2 separate regions of the Rattus norvegicus genome follow, and region 1 is linked to region 2. A link is a contact called in public Hi-C data. All regions are on one chromosome and are shown on one strand. Each heading gives the region's core, a stretch centred on a gene start, on an enhancer-like site or on the middle of the called end of the contact. The rest is flanking DNA. Distances are from core to core; before and after follow the strand shown. Region 1 holds the start of Tas1r1 (taste 1 receptor member 1). Region 2 holds the start of Camta1 (calmodulin binding transcription activator 1).

Region 1 (2,796 bases), core at 70-2,569, 190 kb before region 2:
CTGCATGACCCGACCCGGGTGCAGGGCACGGGCGGGACGCTCGGCGTGGGCTGGCTGCGGGACCCCGGCCGGCTGCGGGTTCGGATTTTGCACTTTACCGCCACGTGCGCGCCCGCGGGGACACCTAGCTTCCAGTCCCCGCCCAAAGCGTGCGCCCGTAGCAGCCGCCGTCGCAGGCGACGCAGCTCACCCCGGGTGAGGACCCCAAACCGGCGACGGCCCCGACGGCTGAGGAGGAGATGGGGCCGGGCTTTGCGGACCCGCTGCCAGGAAGAGCGACTCGGAACCCGCCGGAGCATCACCTCTGATTCCGCCATACTTGGCCCGGAACCCCTCCGGCGGGACGATCTCGCGAGATCGTGTCGCCCCGCCCCCTAGCGGAAGACGTGCGGTGCGGCTCGCGCCCCCTCCCGGCCGGTGTCTGCAGCACATCATCAGGGACCTCACCCCTCAGCTGCAGGAGGGAAGCTTGGAGGTCCCACCCGGAGCCCCATTTACATTATGCAAAAGCCCACCCTGGCCGGTTGGAGACGGGGGAGCCAAACCCCTTTGGATTTAACCACCAGGCCACCTCTCAGGAAATCCACCTGGGATTTTTTTTTTCTTTTTGCAGAAAAGAAAAAAAAAAACCCTCCAGGATTGGCAAATCCGGTCCATTTGTATATGTTGGGTTTGCATACATTTGTCTTCTGGCAGATGGGAACAATCCTGGACAACAAGGTTAAACCGTGATGATTAGCTCACACTTTGAATGTCTGAATACTGCGGTCGTCGCGAAGCCTGGTTTCAGGTTTACTACGCGAGGTTTACTATGTTCTGTAACTTGTGTTGACACAAGCCAGCAGTAAGCTCAGTTACTCCTGTGAATGAAGTAGGAGGATGGTTTGAGCTCTGATGTTCAAAGACAGCCTGGGTGACAGAGCAAGAGAACACTTACAAACAAACAAACAAACAAACCAGCTCCCTGACAGTAAGCCTGACCTTCAGTGCCCCAGCCCTCCCTATCCTCCATGAAAACCAGCAGGGCTCACTTCCTGAGACCGGTGAGCCTGAACAAGGACAAAAACCACAACTATCCAGGGGAGGGGGTCTCAGGGATCCACCTGGTTTCCATCCATGTCCTGGCCCTGCCCAGTTCCTGAGAGAGACCACAGTCCGGAAGACCCACAGCCTTTCCACAACTGGGCTCCAGTCCCTCCCCTTTCAAGGGCATGAAGTTACAAAAACGCGCCTGGGCAGCTGTCCTTCACGGCACTTAAGCAGCCCTCGTCAGAGCTGTGCTCAGCCATGCTGGGCAGAGGGACGACGGCTGGCCAGCATGCTCTTCTGGGCTGCTCACCTGCTGCTCAGCCTGCAGTTGGTCTACTGCTGGGCTTTCAGCTGCCAAAGGACAGAGTCCTCTCCAGGCTTCAGCCTTCCTGGGGACTTCCTCCTTGCAGGTCTGTTCTCCCTCCATGGTGACTGTCTGCAGGTGAGACACAGACCTCTGGTGACAAGTTGTGACAGGTAAGTAGGGGCCAGCAGAGCTGTCCCTTAGTGGTTGAGGGTATATCTGTTTGGTGCCTGTATGTGAGGCTCTGGGTTTAGGCTCAAGCACCGTATCAGCTGGATTTGGTGGCTAAGGCATGCAATACATATAATCTCCATACTAAGGGGATGGAGACAGGAGGATCACAAGTTCAAGGTCAGCCTCAGCTACACGGTGAGTTCAAGACCAGCTAAGGCCAGAAGTCCTGTCACAGAGACTCTCCCTTAGAGTAAAATGAAGCAGGACCTCTCAGCTTGCCCCTGAGCTAGCTAGCCAGTCCCCAGCAATCTATAATGACTGAAGTCCAAGTCCGGAGCTTAAGGAGTCCATCCCTAGTTTGCCGTGCTGTTGTTATTTATATGGGTATCATGTCGCTGACACGCCAGAAGAGGGCATCGGATCCCATTACAGATGGTCGTGAGCCACCGTGTGGTTGCTGGGAATTGAACTCAGGACCTCTGGAAGACCAGCCACTGCTCTTAACCGCTGAGCCATCTCTCCAGCCCCCTGGGTGTTATTATTTATACTGCACTATATTCTTTTGTTTTTGCCGTTCCAGTGGGTTGTAACTCCGTTCAAGTCTCCTGGTTTTTCTCCGGCAGGCAAGTGCAGTTCCTCAGGGGTTTCCTTTTCGAGGTGGCTGCGTGCAGTCTATGTAAGCCTCACGCTGGGAAGGGAGGTCCGGAGCAATGGCACCGCACATGATGACTGCCTGACTGCTGGCCGGGACATAGGGTTCTGGGACACCTGGCTCACAACCATCTGTAACGGCATCTAATGCCCTCTTCTGATGTGTGTGAAGACAGCTACAGTGTACTCACATACATCAAATAAATAAATATTTTTTAAAAAGGAAAAGAAAACTGGCTTCAGGTAACTCAGATCTTACGGTGAAGAGGTAGTGAGGCTCTCAATTCGCTCTGGGGACACAGGTGACAAATTGGGGGGGCGGTTAAAAGTCAGCGAGCTGGGGAACAGGGCAGGTTGACATGCTCTTTCTGTCAAATCCTTAGCATCGTGTGTGCCCCTCCCTGGTGACAACAGCTACCAAAACCGAGAGCTCTCAGCTTAGGTCAAGCCCTGTGAGGCGGGTGTAATGGTTAATTTTATGTATCAGTTTGACCAAGAGATGGCGCCTAGAGTCCCTGGCTCAAACTCATTTAGTTGCTACTGTGAAAGAGTGTTCTTGCCGTGGTTAACATTTAGATGGATAGGCTGCATGAAAGAGCTCGCCAATGGGCAGTAAATGGGCCGCACGCAATCCATTT
Region 2 (2,953 bases), core at 360-2,859:
AGAATGAGTATACAATACAAAACATTCTTTTGGGACACCTTTATTTTTGGAACAACCTAAGCAATTCTCAACGGTGAACACCATAAAAAGAACACACGTTGTTAGGATTGGCACAGACTGGCTTTGACGATCAATGCTAACGCCAAAACACTCGATCGACTTTTTCAGTGTTTCTGCTAGCAGCAAACGGAGAGGGGGGAAAAATGTTGAGGAATCAAACACTGCAAGTTTACAGAGAGGATCTGGAGCTCAGCTGCTTTTCATTAAACTGCGTTCTCGTTCCCTCCCTCCCGCTTCCCTTCGGTGCACCTGCAGAATCCCTGGCGCGGTGTCTTCCCTCCCTCTTCTCCTTCCCTTTTATCTGTCCATGTGCGAAATTCTTGCACTCTGCCCTTTTCCTTCCTCCCTCCTTTCCTTTTCTCCTCTTTTTCTGGCCACGTGCAGAGCCCCCGATTTCTTTCGAGAAGGCGCAGTACTTTGCAGCTCTCCTGGCCGGGGATTGTGTCTGCGGGGCGTGCGAATCCCTCCGATGTGGAGCCGTGTGGAGCTGCGCGGAGCTGAGGCCGGAGCCCGACAGAAGCGCCGGGAGCCCGGGAGGGACTGGCTAGGCTAGCCGAGGTCGAACGTTCCGAGCCCTAGATCCCCGGCTGCAGCCTGGGACAGGCACCTATGACTCATCGGCTCCGCCGGTCACATGGGCAACGTGACCAAAATAAAGTTTCAGTATTTTAAGCCGCTAGAAAAGGGGACAGAGGAGCGCAAGGCGGGCGGGAGCGTAGGGCGGCCGCGGGGACGCTGCGCCGGCCGAGAGGGCGGGGCTCATAGGCCAGGAAGGGGCGGGATTTGCTTGAGGGGCGTGGTCTGCCGGGAGGTGCGCCCCTCCCCCGTGGCGAGCAGCGACGCCCGGACTCCCGGCTAAAGGGTTCGGGAACACCGCGAACCGGCACGCCTCGGTGCCTTACGTATCCCCTTGCTAGGGCTGCCCCTGCCAGCGCCGCAGGCTGCGGGATCCCAGAGATCCCAGCGTGTCCTCCGAAGACACCGGGACCCCCACGCGCCAGCAGCGGCTTCCCCGGGAACGTCCTTCAGCTCCGGGAGCACGCGGGAAAAGCCCCAACACACCAATGAGCGAGCGCCTTCCTCATGACGGTCACGCTGGGGGGGCGGGGCTTCCCACAGCCGTTCCCGAGTTCCGGGAACCCCCTTTGATTGGTCTGGACGGCTTGGGAAACACTGTAGTGACGTCCAATCAAAACACCACGTCTCGGCCTCGAGGAAATATTCCGTGTCAGACTCATCCTGATTGGGCCGTTCTTTCGACCTCTGGCCACTAGGAAGCTTTGTTTAGGTCTGGAGGGCGGGTTTTCCTGGGAGTGGGTGGGGAGGGGGCGTTTATTCCAGGCCAATCACTTTAGTCGGTGCGGTGGTGATCAGCCAATGGACTGGGTGGATAGGACGCTCCTCCCGGAGAGTAGTGAGACCCCTGGTGCGGCCCGATTGGTCGTGGAAACGATGACTGACAGACGCGCTATCCATTGGGCGCTGTGCGTGGGCCGCGGGGCGGGGCCAGGGCGGGTGCGCGGCGGCGGCGGGGTGGCTGGGCCGGCGGCGGCGGCGGTACGAGGCGCGCGCTCGGGGTCCCGGTCGCGAGGAGGAGGAGGATGTGGCGCGCGGAGGGGAAATGGCTGCCGAAAACAAGCCGGAAGGTGAGAGCCGGAGCGCGAGGGCCCGGGGCTGTCAGGGTGGCGGCGACACGGCGAGCCCGGGGCCGCGCCGGACATCCCGGGCATCGGCGGCGCGGGGCGCGAGCGCGGGGGCGCGGCGGGCGCGGGGAGGGCGCCGGCGGGGTTGGGGGGGGCGGAGCGCGGCCGAGTCCTGAGGTGACTCGCGGGCCGGCGGAGCGCAGCGCCCCGCACCCAGCCCCGGGGGCGGCAGGCCGGGGCGGGGGGCGCGCGGGGCGGGGGCCGGGCCCAGCGAGGAGGAGGAGAAGCCGCGACGCCTCCCGCACCCGGCCCGGGGCATCCCCGCCGTGCCGGTCCGGGTGTCAGGGGGCCGCGGGGCGGAAAGTTTCCCGGGCCGCGGGGGCTCGCGGGCACCGGTGCCGGCGGCCGTAGCGGCGTCAGGGCCGGACGTTCCCCTCCACAGCCCCCCTCGGGCCGCGCGGCGCCTCCTAGCGCCGGCGTGGGGGTGTCCCCGCGCGGGTCCCCGCCAGGGGGCCCCCCTCGTGCCGAGCGCCCCTCGGCCAAGGCCCCGGGCGACCCCTCCCCCAGCAGGGCCGGGGGGCCTCGCATGGCCTCCCCGCCCCTCACAGCATGCTCTTCCACTCTTGCCCTTGCACCCTCACTACAGGGAGGGTGGGGTCTCCACACTGCCTTGCCCTTTACCTTCCGTGACCCCGATCCTAGCGGAGCACTGAGGGCTCCCCGTGTTAGCCTGTCCCCTTTATGAGGGGACTCTCGTGGGGCCGCGGAGCCTCTGCACGCTGGGTTTATCCTTTTTTGACAGGACAAGGGGACTCCTTCGGCTACCCATGTTCTTCCTTCTTTGCTCGCCCAGTGGCTTGTGGGGCCCTGTGCAGCTCTGAAGTCATTTCTAAATAGGCAGGCAGACACTTCTTCCAGATCTGTACTCTTTCCGTACACTTTCCTGGGTTAGGGTGAGCTCATTTCCTGAACACCCTTCGAGTTGCCCTCTTTCTTGTTGGGAAAATCGGACGCTCCAATGCTCCTCTCCCTAGCTGTCTGCCTCTCTCCTTGGAGTTCCCTGTCTGGGCCAGGGTGGGCGCCCCAGTAAGATGTAGGGCAGGCAGGACTTCCGATGTGCCTACCACTTGAGTGAAAAGGGACCTCAGGAATTAACTTCTTTCTTGCTGGAAAACGAGAATCTATTGCTTCCCGTTCACTTTTGGATCTTAGGGGGCACCCTTCACCAGTTAACACTATCCCGCTGGGAA

Evidence for each region. A called contact is a pair of places that touch in the nucleus more often than the background predicts.
Region 1: a contact with region 2 is called in a Hi-C map of hepatocytes, with 2.9 times the contacts expected there. The contact joins the promoter of Tas1r1 here to the promoter of Camta1 in region 2. A contact is called at or near these places in 3 of 12 Hi-C or Micro-C datasets (frontal cortex, hepatocytes and kidney).

Annotation. Positions count from the first base shown.
Region 1 is chr5:167,826,813-167,829,608 of GRCr8, reverse strand. Tas1r1 (taste 1 receptor member 1) reads left to right here and starts at 1,319. Exons shown (of 6, transcript NM_053305.1): 1 at 1,319-1,506. The coding sequence starts at 1,319. Nol9 (nucleolar protein 9) reads right to left here and starts at 340. Exons shown (of 12, transcript NM_001399235.1): 1 at 1-340. The coding sequence starts at 317.
Region 2 is chr5:167,638,096-167,641,048 of GRCr8, reverse strand. It overlaps Camta1 (calmodulin binding transcription activator 1), which reads left to right and starts at 1,609. Exons shown (of 24, transcript NM_001195559.1): 1 at 1,609-1,706. The coding sequence starts at 1,662.